Regions from separate parts of the Mus musculus genome. Here region 2 is linked to region 1. A link is a contact called in public HiChIP or PLAC-seq data. All regions are on one chromosome and are shown on one strand. The core of a region is the stretch at or near the end of the contact, and the rest is flanking DNA. Distances in the headings are between cores, read along the strand shown.

What was found. HiChIP or PLAC-seq counts read pairs in DNA pulled down with a chosen protein or histone mark.
Region 2: a contact with region 1 is called in an H3K27ac HiChIP or PLAC-seq map of stem cell-derived neural progenitor cells, with 5 times the contacts expected there. The contact joins two enhancer-like sites. A contact is called at or near these places in 2 of 15 datasets of contacts at CTCF or cohesin (large pre-B cells and pro-B cells), 10 of 484 Hi-C or Micro-C datasets (the HL-1 cell line, LSK cells, the N1E-115 cell line and 5 more) and 10 of 115 datasets of contacts at active chromatin or transcription factors (differentiating embryonic stem cells, embryonic basal ganglia, embryonic brain and 7 more).

Annotation. Positions count from the first base shown.
Region 1 is chr11:88,476,996-88,483,739 of GRCm38.p6, reverse strand. It overlaps Msi2 (musashi RNA-binding protein 2), which reads left to right. Exons shown (of 14, transcript NM_054043.3): 7 at 3,686-3,734. Among named protein-coding and RNA genes, the nearest start is that of Mir378b, 130 kb to the right of the region's middle. Within about 2 kb of position 1,874, at least 77 of the 459 cell types and tissues checked have an H3K27ac peak or open chromatin away from gene starts, as enhancers often do. A contact at or near this core is called in stem cell-derived neural progenitor cells, where this site is marked.
Region 2 is chr11:88,820,264-88,826,871 of GRCm38.p6, reverse strand. No RefSeq gene overlaps it. Among named protein-coding and RNA genes, the nearest start is that of 4930556N13Rik, 28 kb to the left of the region's middle. Within about 2 kb of position 4,126, at least 52 of the 459 cell types and tissues checked have an H3K27ac peak or open chromatin away from gene starts, as enhancers often do. A contact at or near this core is called in stem cell-derived neural progenitor cells, where this site is marked.

The DNA of each region.
Region 1 (6,744 bases), core at 625-3,124:
CTCTTCATTCTGGTCTCTCACTGTTTATGGTGGGGAAGGAAAAGAGACCACAGGCCAGGAGTACGTACCTCTAGGAGCTGAGAGTTAACTAGACACACAAATCCTAGGGGCCTGAAAGATCTGTGGGCCAACTGGCTCTGGGCAGATCTGCTATGTGTAATGGGCCCAGAGCCCATCAGTTTGCTCTCCTTCCATTGGTATGTTGAGAGAGATTTACTAGAACCTTCCATAGGCAGAAACACACAAGCTAGACCTTCCAGGCTCAAAGGCAGAGAGTAGCCCCTTCCCAGCTATTTGACCTAAAAGTTCCATGACTTTGCTTTTCACAAGCTGTGGACCATTATTTGGGTCATTACTAGAGACTTCTTATGGTTGGAATAAGCTTTTCTCTAAAATAGACCAGGCTCATTCCAAGGCATGGGACAAAGCCACCTAAGATTGAGACACCTACTCGTCTCCCTTCTCTCCCTCAGGGGATTCAAAAGACTAGTTAGGCCTCCAGTGCCACCTCTGGCACAAGGAAATCTGTACAGTAGCATGCAGACATTGCCCACACAAAGTGTTGATTCTAAGGTCCAGGACCAGGTTCCTTGAGGAGTATTTTCTAGTGTTAATGATGCTCTCTTTTCCAAGTCAGGAAAACAACAGCTTACAGCTCCCCAACCCCAGCATGCGTCCCTCCTCAGCCCTTCCTGAAGGCTTGTGATGCACAGCCAACTCCTTCGTGCTAGGTTCAGGTGTGACCCCATGTACAGGGCCTCCTGTGAGACAGGGAGGCAGAGATTGCTGCCAGTTAACTGGCTCCCGCACTGACACCAGTCACCTCAGCTGTGCCCCTCATTTCTCCAGACTCCATGAAGGAGACTCCTGCACAAGCCGCTTCTGTTTGATTCTCCGAGAACCGTGAGAAACAGGCCCGTATGTGAGGCGGCGGTTTTCATTCTATTCAGTCTTTGTGTATTCAAATTCTCCTGGTTTCAGCTCTTGCTGGCCTGCCAGATTTCCATTGCATTGATGGCGTCTCTGAATTAATAAGTGTTTGCAACCACTGAAAAGTGCCCCCACGCCTCAGCACTGGATCTTACCCGTATTGATTCCTTCCCATCTCGTGCTTTTGCTTTCTCTCTTAGATGTTATATTTTGTAAAATGTTAATAGAATTTCTCTTGCACCCTGACACTTTTATCTATTCAGGAGGTCTTCGAAAGTCCCATTGTACAGCTGGGCTGCAGGGGAAAGAGCCCTATTCTCTACAACAATGCTTGTCCCCAAAACACACACATACACAGATCCTTCCCCCAATGCTCACCAGGGTGGAGGGAATGCGGAGGCTTCAGAAGAAAACAGACAAACTTAGCCAGGAGAAGCAGGGAGCCAATTACGCACCGCTGAAAGACATGGCTTTTTTGGGGGGGAGATTTTTTTTTAATTCAAAATATTTATTTCCTACGGGCATCTGAATTTCAGTACCAAAACATGGCCAACACAGGAGGGAGGCTGTTTTCTTCGCTGTTAGACATTTTCAGTTAAAAATCAAGATTTGGCAGACATCTCCGACAGTGTGGAGATGGGTGCAAAGAAGCAGATGTCGCATTTACCTGCACCCGCAGCAGGTCTTACCCCCAACCTACACCCGCGCCCCAGGCATCTGAATTCTTCTGGCATCCCAAGGTCTCAGTCTGAGATGCCATATGCCAGAGTGTGACTGCTCTGTGTACAAACACACCGGTTGATCTTCTGGTGATTTGCTTGGGTGGTGTATGGGAGGCGTATGGCCTCAGCAGGTGTCTGGGGGGACTCTTGAAGCCCGCCAAAGCATGGGAACAGGAAGAGCCCAGAGAAGGAGGCCCTGTTCAAGTGATCTCAAACTAGCTTTGCCTCTCCTGCCAGCTGGTGCCTGGGAGAAAAGGGGGGGGGGTACAGCTCCCTACATATAAGGATACCCTCTTCACAGCAAATGACTGCAGGAGTGGGGGGGCACCAGAAGGGGGAGGCCCCAGGAGCCTGTTTGTTCAGCCTGGGTTGCTTAGCAACAAAGGGGGCCCTGCCTCCAGAAGGGATTTTTAAGTGAGACAGATCTCTTCCAGTCTGGCTTGCCTGCCTTTTCCCTGTTCTTGCCTGGACTTTGCTCTCTCCTCTGTCGTCTGTGATAGGATCTAGAAAAATAAGTTCAGTTTGCCCAGAGGCTCCATTTTAATCCTCACTTCACTGTTTCACGCAGAAGGAGTGAGGGACGGGTGGCCTGTGATTCTCCCTCGGGTGGCTTAGCTGGCCCTCAGGAGCCTTTGAGCATAACAGAGTGCTAAGATCTTCCCAGCCACATACACACCCAGCCTGCTCCAAGCACAGAGTGCTCTGGCTCACAGTCTGTATTGGTTTGCATTTCGGCCACCATTGTTGAGTCCAGAATCCATGAAGCAAACACCCGATTCACCCTGGCATAGCAAGCCTTCTTGAGGGTAAAGGCGGGTCTTGTGACCTAAAGGATTAGATCTACAAATGAAAGGAGTGGATTGTGGAGCCGTCTCTTGTTTCTTGAGATCTGTGTGGAATCCTACAGTTAGAAATGGCCAAGAGTTGCAGGGTATGTGAGAAGAAAGACAGATGCCCGCCTGGGTACTTCTGTTCTTGATTGCCTTGAAAGAGCCCTAGCATTGGTATACCAGGGTGTTAGGACAGCCACCACCAAGCACCAGAGACTGGAGAGTTTCAACAAACAAATTACAGTTTTCTCGTGTCTGTTTATCCTGGAAGCCAGAAGCCCAAGATTGTGTGGTGGTAGGGTTGGTGCCTACTGAGGTCTTGTTAGCCTCATTGGCCTTGTTGGTTCCTCAGCCCCTGTCTGTGTCTTTGTCCTCATTTGAGGACACAGTCCATATGATGGGATTAAGGTCCACCCTAATGAACTCATCTTAATGTTGTTGGCTTTAAAGATCCAGTTGGGATGGAGAGATGGCTCAGTGGTTAAGAGCACTAACTGCTTTCGCAGAGGATCCAAGTTGGGTTTTCCCAGCAACCACATCAGACAACGCAAAACTCCAGTTTCCCAGGATCCAGCACCTTTTGGTGTCCACAGGCACCCACCGACTTATTGCAAATAAACACGGACACACGTGTGTGCACCTAAAATTTTTAAATATTTTAAAAAATAAAAATAAAGAGTAGTCACCCAGTCATGGAACTCGGAACTAGGACTTTAACCGACAAGTTTTAGAGAGCAGAGTCCAGCCCATCAGAGTGAGGGTTCTGAAGCCTGCTGTCTACAACCTAATGAACTGAATGTACATTAGAAGGGACCTTCGCTGTGGCCTCTTGCACTGTGGAACACTGTCAAGCTGTCACATTGTATTGACCTGGGTGAAGTATTTGCTATATTGTAATGTCATTTATACAGCAAATGATACAATATAATCTCTCCCTCCCTTCTTCTGGGTCCCACTCTCTCCTTCCTCTCCTCTTCCCCCCCCCCAAAGGAAACTACACATCTGTTAACTAAGATTATGCCAAGTTGAGGGGATTTTGGGGTTTGGTTCCCCCCCCCATAAACATTCTCTATTTGAGCAACTATTACTTTAGCAATGGAAAGCACTTTCCTCTCCCCCACCCCCAATGCGCTCTGTATTTGTAATGTTCTGTAGATTTCATAAAAAGTCCTGAAGCAGCTTTTATTCTGTGCTTGTTTTCAGGTAGAGGATGCGATGCTGATGTTCGACAAAACCACCAACAGGCACAGAGGTAAGATGGCCCGTCGTAAGCGAATGACCCTTCCTCCTCTCCTGGGCTTCTCCCCTCCCATCCCATTGACACAATGTACAAGGAAGATGCAGAAGCCAGCAAGTAGACTGTGCATAGCACAGTGAGTCTGGGTATCAGACAGTGAAAACCATCTTGGCTAGCGAGTCCTGGCTGAAATTGAGCGGCCACACCCTGCACACTGGTTCAACTTACCTTTCTCGCCCTGGCTCTCTTAGCCCCTAGCCAACCTCAGCACTCAGTGATCCCAGTGGAAATTATTCATGGTGATTACTCAATCTGACTCTCAATTTGCATCAAGAGGGCTCAGAGAGCAGCCTGTCAGCCTAAGACTTGAGTGAGAGGAGGTGGAAAAAACCCTGCTTGAATCTGTTAGCAGATTACCACACTTGCAGATCTGGACGGTCCTGTGGAGCTTCGAAGTGCTTGGGGGGCAGCTGTACCTGTCTGTTCCCCTGACCAATCCATGTTATAGAAAACCATATATATATATGTGTGTGTGTATACACACATATATATATATATGGGTCTCACTCAACCTGGGGTCCACAAACCTTTGAAATGATTTGCCCGATGTCTGAGTTTTGCTTGGGAGTGGATCCCTAGTGTTGAACAGATTTGTCAAAGAGAACTCTCAGTGGCCCCTGCCAGCAGGAACATGTTCAAATCATTGCTTTGAATGGGAAAAGGGGAGGAATCTAGACCATCCTCCTTGAGACGGAAGTCTGAGGAGGTTATGACTCGGTGCAGTATTTTGCTGTGCTCTGGAAGTGCCCTGTTCCTGGGGTCCTCATTAATGGGGTGCTAATGAGCAGTGATTTTGAAGTGGGGTGTGAGGAAAGGCTCTGGAGTGTGCTCCAGGGAAGGAGTCCTGGGTGAACTTAAAGACCTGTTTCCTTTGCCACATCTATTGTTGCTTCCACTCCCCGATATCCTCTGTGATCAGAGCGGTGACTGTGCTGGTTGCGCCTCTTTCCTGTCTGAGGAAGCAGCGAGTGAAAGGCAGGAAGGGATGAAGGGGGCCAGGGAGAGATCTGCATATCCTGTCTTCATATGCCCAACTTTCCCCTCGATGGAGAGGTCAACCCTGGATGGACCAGGGCAGGGTAGAGGATGAGGAGAGAAGGCAAGGAAGGAAAAAAAACCATGTAAATGCTCTCTCTCCCCTTCCCCATTACCCTGGAGCTGGAGCTGGAGGAGAGCTACCAAGAGGAAGGTGATGTTCAGTTTGTGATTATTTTCTGTCATCATCAACATTGTCTTGGTGATGTTATCGATGCCTAAGTACCACGCTGGGAGGGACAGCCCAGGCTCTGTAGTCTGTTTCAGATGAGACAGAAGAATCCATCCAGGCAATGTAGAATGATTCTGTCTGCAACAAGTAGTGTAGAAGGGCTGCAGAGATGAGCCAGTGGTGAAGAGAACTTGTTGCTCAGAGACCGCAGTTTGGTTCCCGGCAGTCACTTCAAATCGCTGACTGCCACCTGTAACTCCAGTTGGAGGAGATCCCAGGCTTCCAGCCTCCATGGGCTCTGGTATCCATATGCTTCTATATGACTTAACACATAGAAATGCAAACCTATATATAATTTTTTTTAATGAGAAGCCAAAGCACAATTTTCTTGTGTCTCTCATAATTTGGCCTCCACAGCCATCTTGGGAGTCACAGAGTTGTTGTGACTTGGGGAGGAATTACTGTGCATTTTTATGCCTCCTCTGTTCATTTATAAAGTGAATGTAGTAATAGCAGCGCCCTAGTGTTTTTAGTGCTATGATAAAACACCACGGCCGAAAGCAACTCGGAGAAGAAAGGGTTTATTTCAACTTACACATTGCTTTATCATCAAAGGAAGTCAAAGCCCTGATCACTGGCTTCTTTTTCATGCTTGTTTAGACTGCCTGGGCCCTTCTACATCAGTCCCTAATCAAGAAAATGCCCCACAGATGTGCCTCCAGGAGATCTCATGGAGGCATTTTCCCAGTGAGGTTCCTCCTCTTAGATGACTCTGACTTGTGTCAAGTTGACAAAAAAAAAAAAAAATCCAAGTAGGAAAAGTGCCTACTTTAATAGTGTTGTTTGGCAAGTGGAAGGCCAAGAATAAGTGTGCATTAAGTGTTAGCTCTTAGGATAATTACCTTTACCATTTTATGGCTGAGATACCAAGGCTCAAGAGAGCTGAGGCTCTTAAGTCCCCATAGCTTCCAGCCCAAGGCTACTGATTGCAGACTCTTATGTGTGCCCAGATAGGAACAGGTTTTTCTGGGTGAGTGATGACATCTAAATGTGACTCCCGGCAGTCAGTGTCAGAACCCACAATCTCAGGAGTTTGCTGAGCTGTGTCATGGCGACTGTGTCCTTTTCTTATGTTTGTCAGGGTCTGGGATCAAATCCATGCATGGTCTGGAGTACATTGAGCTACTTCCCCATCTCTCTGTCTCTATCTGTCTCTCTCCCTCTCTCTTCCTCTCTCCATCTCTGTATGTGTGTATACACATGTATGTTGAATGTGTGGGCCATGTAGATGTTGTGTTGATGTCAGATTCTTCCACGATCACTCCATTTTATTTACTTAAGCAGGGTCTCTCACTGATTCAGTTAGTCTTCTAGCCAACTTGCCTTTTGGGAGCTCCTATCTTCTCACCCAGTCCTGATGGGTAGCCTGGGCTGTGTTTGGTCCCTGGCCCCAGGAACATGGACCTCTATGGTGTGTCAGGAGCCACAGCAGAATGCATAGACTTGGGCCCATGGTCTGGGCTCCCTTGGGCCTTTATCACCAGTAGGAGGCAGAGGTCAAATTAGTTGCCACTTGGCTTTCAGGTTGCTATCACCTGTCCTTGCTTTCTGTGGTCCCCATGGAGAAAAGATGATCCTGAGGCATAGTTGAGTGGCAGTTGACTTCTGTCCACTGAAGGGCCAGCCTGGTCTCACTAGTGCCATGGGAAAGAATCCTGGGGACGAGAGTTTAGACTTCGCCTCTCGGTGGACCCATAG
Region 2 (6,608 bases), core at 2,877-5,376, 340 kb before region 1:
AGGCCACATCTAATCCCTATCAAGTAGCAACACTTCCTAATAACCAAGCATTCTCGGGGGCCCTTCCCATTCAAACCACCACAGCCCCAATCTTTACTCTGAAATCAGCACTCTGGCCCCAGGGCCACCTGTGCGCCATATTCTGCCTGACTGGGTACAAGTCCTTTGCTCTCTGTCCTTTGCTCTCTGTCCCTATAACCCTCGATTTGTAAATAAATAGAAAAACAAGAGGTGGCAAGTGTGAGCATGAGGGCCCAGGTGTGGGTCCTCAGATCCCACAAAAAGCTCAATGTTGTAGCGTGCCGGGGAGGGGAGGAGGAGACAGAAGAGAATCGCCAGAAAGCTCCAGGGGCAGCTAGCCTGGTGCGGCAGTGTGCAAACCTACCCGTCTCGGGGCAGAAGATGAAGACCAACACTTGAAGTTGTTCACGTGTGCTCCTGCTTTTGTGAACGCATACATGAACGTGGCTTTATGTCGTGAAGGCGCACATCATACGATAGCTAGATGTTTTTAAGTGAAGGTGGATTTCAATAGGCTTGCCAGGTTTGATTTGGGGGTAATCTGGCAAACGGGGGCCAACTGAAGATTCCTCTTAAGGAGGTCGACTTGTATCTTTACAAAGAAAATCTCTGAGATCTTGGCTTGCTTGTTTAGAGAAGCAGGCCCAGCTGACATCTGGTGGAGACAGACGGCATTGGAGAAACCCCCGGTGCTCTGGGCAAGGATGGCTGATACTTCCTCCCTGAGCTGGGATGGAGTTCTTGTCTTTCTCCGGGCTTCCTGGCAGGATGACAGGGAAGGCGTTGTGACTGCTCCTGTGGGTTTCTGCACCAAGTGCCTGCATGAGTATGCCAAACCTGCTAAGGGCTACAAAGCTGAGACAGGTCCAGAGCCTTCAGGAAGTACTCTGTGGAAGTGTGCCGATGAGTCTATAACAGATGGCACATGCCTAAGGGGGGGCCTTCCCCACTTTTCTATGGGGTCCTGGAACCTCTTGGGAGGGAGCGACTAGGCTCACAATAGGCTGAACCTGGCCTTGAACCTGTGTCTTCTGGTATCCACGCTCCCTGCTCTCTCTGGGTGCTTGGGAGCCTAAATTCCCGAGTAACTTGGGCCACATAAGCACAAGCCACTGCACCTGGATATTGATCTTCATTTTAATCACTCGGAGTCTGTTCCTTTGTTCATCAAAGGTTGAGGTCCTTCCCAGGGCTTCGATGGTCCACACTGGTTGTGTATTAACACTTAACTTGAAATCGGCCAAATTGAGCAGACTTAACTGGTCTGAGATGAAGTTATTCACTAAGAGATGATTAAACATTATTACCATTTGGGGGCTGGAGAGCTTGTTTAGCCGTAAAGAATGCTGCTCTTTTGGAGGACTAGAGTCAGGTTCTTAGCATCTACGCTGGGCAGCTAACAACTGCCTGTAACCCCAAACTACAGAAGGGTTGATGCTTCTGGCCCCTGTGGCTACTCACATGCACATATACATACAGACACACAGAATAAAAAATCCGTATTTTAAAAGATTAGTATTTGGGGGTGTGCATGTGCTACATACATAGCTCAGTAAAGTTACTGCTTGTACAAGTGTGAGAATCTCGACCTCAGAATCCACATAAAAAAATCAGTGGTTAAGATCATGTGCTCTTGGAGAGGCCCTGGGTTCAGTTCCCAGTGCTCACATCGGGTGGCTCTTAGCCACCTGGAAGTCAGTTCCAGGGGATCTGACGTCTCTGGCCCCGGAGGACACAGCACTCATATGCACTATTACCTTTAGGATATTACCTCCCCATTGTTACCTTTAGATCATAATAAGTGCAAGGGAGTCTGGAGAGTAGAATGTGATGCCTTCTCAAATATGCACATATCCCAGATGACCTTCAAAAGGTGAGCATAGGATGGATCTTGGGTCCCAGAGTTCCCCTGTGCCCTGTTCAGTCTAGTTTAGTTTCCAATATCAGATCTCATGTAGCCTATGCTGCTGGCTTTGAGTTCCCCATGTCAGTGGTGATCTTGGACTTCTGATCTTTCCATCTTCACAAGTGCTCAGAGCACAGCCATTTACCACCATGCCCAGCTACACAGGGCCACGGGCCAAATTTAGGTCTTCTTCCATGGTAGGCAAGTTCTCTACTAACCAAACCACATTCCTGGCTCCTCCTTTGCCACAAAAGTGATCATTTATGTAGATGGGTATTTTATTTTGCCTGCGAGCATAATCTGTGTATCTCGTGCCTGCCTGGTGCTTGAAGAAGTCAGAAGAGGGAGTCAGGACCCCTGGAACTGGGTTCCAGATGCTTGGCAGCTGCCATGTACGTTCTGGGAACTCAAACCTGGACCCCTTGGGAGAACGGCCAGTGATGCTTTGAACCACTGTGGCACCTCTGCAGCCCCGCCCCTTTGATGTTTAACGGGAGGCTAATGAGCATGCATTGTCACGAGTCTGAGTATGGCTCAGATTGTTTCTGTTGGATAGTGCTAGGTAGGGAACAGGGTTCTGAGGTCACCGCCCTGCAGGCTGTCTCACAGTAGAGGCTCAAGCGTTTGCTACAATTTATTTATAATGCTTGCAAGTGGCTGGGCCCAGGCCCACTGAACCAGAGATTCTTAAGAATGGGACTTTGAAACCTACATTTTTTTTTCAATCCTGGGGTGGGGCAAATACAGGCCTTCACGCGTGTTCTATCGCTAGGCTACATCGCCAGCCCTTTTTACATTTTTATTTTGAGACAGTTTTCCAAGCTGGCCTTAAACTCAAGCCATAGTCCAGGTAGCTGAGGCAGGCCTTGAACTTGTGACCCTGTCTTTTCCTTTTTCTCTGAGTTTTAAAATAGAAGAATAACCGTAAACAGCTTTCTTCTTCCCTTCCTTCTCTTCCTTCTCCATCATCCCTCTTTTTTTTTTTTTTTTTTTTTTTTTTTTTTTGAGACAAGGTTTTTCTGTGTATCCTGGAACTTGCTCTGTAGACCAGGCTAGCCTCAAACTCACAGAGGTCCACCTGCCTCTGCTCCCCTGGTGCTGGAATTAAAGTTGTCCGTCAGCACCCCCTGGTTGACTTTGAGCTTTCAACCTTCCCATTTCGATCTCCCAACTGCCAGGCTGGGATTACAGGTGTGACCACTATATCCAGTTCAGGTCATGCTGGAGAGAGAACCTAGGGTTCCGAGTGTGCTCTGATAAGTTCTCCCCAACAGCCACGTCCTCAGGGTTGTCCAGTTACTTCTAAAGTGGTGTGCTTCCCCCTGGGTTGAGACAACATGGAATCCTTGGGTCCTGGTTTGGGGTTAGAGCTAATTATTGTGTGATCTGGGTGATGGCCTGCTGTCTGCCATGTGTGCAGTGTTGTGCCTTAGGTCAGATGTATCTGGGGGACAGTTATCAAAATCAGGGTGTGCAGTTTCGTTTCAAAACACCCAGTTTCCTGTTTCATTTCATCCATATTCGGCAGGGCATAGTTTGTAATGGTCTTATTCAGAGGGTGGAAAGAGAGCATTTAAACAGTAAAAGGCCCACCTTAAGAAGTAGAGTCGTAAAAGAGAATGGTTTTTGAAGTGTTTAAAGGAGTGGAATGAAGTCTTGTGCACTCCACAGGGCAGACTGCTGCTATTGTGGTCTATGTCCACTAGATGGCACCACAGCACAAGCTACTACGGGTATCCCCTCCCTTTGCCTCATCCCAGAAAACAGGTTCTCCAAGCACTTGTCTCAGTATTAAACTTAACAGGAATGCAAATCCCCAGCTCATACCCGAGACTTACTGACCGAGAACCGTGTAGCACTTTGTCCACGTAGTTTAGATGCAGACTTAAGTTTGAGAGCCACTGTCCTAGAATCAACCTTGGGGTAGCTTGGGAAGATACCTGTAGTACGCCAAAAGCGCTTGCTGGGGAGGGAATGAGGAGGTGCGTGGGGGGCGGGGCGGGGTGAGGAGGGGAGGGAGGGTGGAAGACAGTCAATGGTGCAGGTATATTTAGTGCCAAGGAGCTGCTCCAAAATCAGAGAGCTGATATGGACTAGGGGGCAAGACTGGATTTCTCCCAAGTCGGGGAAGTAGAGGAGAGAAAAGAGGGCTCTTCAAAGAGATCCCCTCCCTTAGGGCGCCAGATCATGGGCTAGGAGCTGAATCATAGGCTGAGTTCTCTGCCGGGAGCCCCAGGGCAGCTGTGTCCTCATTGTGGCTGTTCATCTCAGCCTGTTCTGAAATTTCACCAACCTACTACTGTGTTAATGGATTGAAATCTTGCAACCCTCCCAAGACGACCCAGGAAAATGGATGCTAAGAATCAAAAAGAAGCTTGAGACGGGGTGGGAAAATCACTAGTGAATTAAAACCTTATTTTTGTCTTTTCGATCCTATCTGTACCCTCAGGGAAGGCCAGTGCAGAATGAATTCATCTCTCTCTCTCTTTTTTTTTTTTTACACAAAAATTCCTTTTGCAGGTCGCAGCTGAGGCTTCACAGGGGCGACATACCATGCAAATATGTATTTTTTTTTCAGTTATGATGTATACAGTTTTTAGTTTGATTTATTTTTGGTGTCAGAAACAAAATGGAAGTTAGCTCTTTAAAAATGAGTGTGGCTGGCTGAATAAATAAATAATATGCTCTTGGCCAGTACCTGCCAGTACCTCCTTAATTGCCCATTGATTCTTTAATTCTCTGCCTTTCACCATCTACGAAATTAAGAGGCCACAGAGCATGGAGATGTCTTTTGCCAAACAACTAAAAGAATCAGAGGTTTTCGAAGGTCTGGTTCTTCCTGGGGGGCTTTTACCTAGCATTGAGGGGCACAAGTTACCCAAGGATGGAAGCCTGGTGTCCTGCTTGGACCCTTCCCAGGCTTCTGTACCGTCACTTGGCTTTCCAGCCACAAACATGTACTGTGTCCACTCTGGCGGGCCACCAGTGGCAGCAGGGACCCGGTTGTCCCTCCTCGTGGTCTCTGGAGGTTGGGTGGTCTGTCATGGTCTCTCTCCAGCAAACGCTGCCGTTCAGAGTGTTCACACTCCTCCGATAGCCCCAACCACGGGTCCTGGGAGCTGGCTGCCTCCTTTCTGCCAGGGGAGATGTTCCAGGAAGCTCTCCTTTATCCCATTTCTGGAACCACCAACCAATCTCCCCTCCCTCGGAAGTCTCCTGGCATCTATCTAGCCTCCTCTTCTCCCTTTCCTTCCCGTCAAGGCACAGAGGCCTGTGTTCTCATCGCAGGCTGTCTCCTAGGACCCTTCTCCAGGGTGCACTCTTCCTCAGGATGCTACCCTGCAACGCCTTCCTCCAGGGCATGGCTCTGAGCATTCACACCCCTCTGTAAGCTGCTACACCGGGTGGGGTAAGGACAGGTCGTGCCAGCTGCTTCTCTGTAGAAGTCTCTTAAATGGGTCTGCTTCCATGGTCTAGGGTGGGGCCCTCTCTGTTTCTCTGGGTTCATAGGACTCGTCATTTCTTCCACCCTGGAGACACAATGCCAGTTGCCTCTGCCTTTCTCCTATCCTGGAGTCTCCATGAATGCGTACTTGGTTACTGTTGGTGTCCCCATGAGAACGTCTACTCTGGGCTGGGAGCCCAGGCAAGGATACCCCGCCGGGAGCAGGGGGACCTTGCCTTTTGCCTCTGGACCCCTCAGCGGCCCCTCCTCTCTGTTCTCGTGCTCCTCTCTATCTGCATCTTCCTTGAATTAGAATTCTCACTCTTCCACTTATCAAGTCAGCATCGCGCGCCTGCCTGTCTCCGCCACTGTCAACATCCGCGCTCCCAAGTCTCCAGCAGCCTGAGCTCAGGGCCGCCCCTCTCTCTCTGGCAATTACGATTCCTTCCCTGGCTCACGTCGGAAGTCTTTGTTCTTCTCCCTGAACATTCAAGTTAATTTCTACTGACTGTTTATTCAGCCTTTGTACTGGCTGGCTTGCTACTTAGTCAGGAAACGAGGCCCTCCGAGGCAAAAGCACGGGGATGCGTGGGGACTCAGAGCAACAGTTTAGGACAGGAAGTAAGACACTTCAGAGGAGGAGGGCGCTAGACAGGAATTCCCAGGGCCATGGGACCAGGACTGGGATCATGATCTTAGGGAGGGGAGTGGGAAGGGAAGCAGAGGAGGGGAGAGGAGGGGAGGGGACAGGGAAGGAGATCAGGGGAAGGGTGGGGGTGAGGAAGGGAAGCAGGGGAGGGGACAAGAGAGTTAGCCTCAACTCAGGCCCTGCTTTTCATGGTGGTGGGGGCGGGGGGGGGGAGAAGTGTGCATGTAAATACACTTGCAGACAGGTGCACTCCACTTACTTAGAGACCTGCTGTGTGGGAGACCAAAGACAACGAAACCAAACAGCATTAGCAGTCCTGGCTTGCCTTCCATGTTAGCCTTTTGTTCTATCAAGCATTTGAGAGTTTAGGAGGGGGGCTTAGGCCTGCAAAACACCCCTGCGCTGGAGGGACAAAAGAAGGGATCCCGTAGGGAGGGGCAGCGAGGAGGGAGGAGAAAGGAAGGGGAGTAGAAGATGGGTGATGGGTAAGGAGAGACCACTGGACCGAGGAGAAGGTCCTGTGCAGGTGCTGGCTGGTGGGAGCAGCCTCAAGCCTAGTGGTTTTTAGTTAGTTTTTGTTGTTGTTG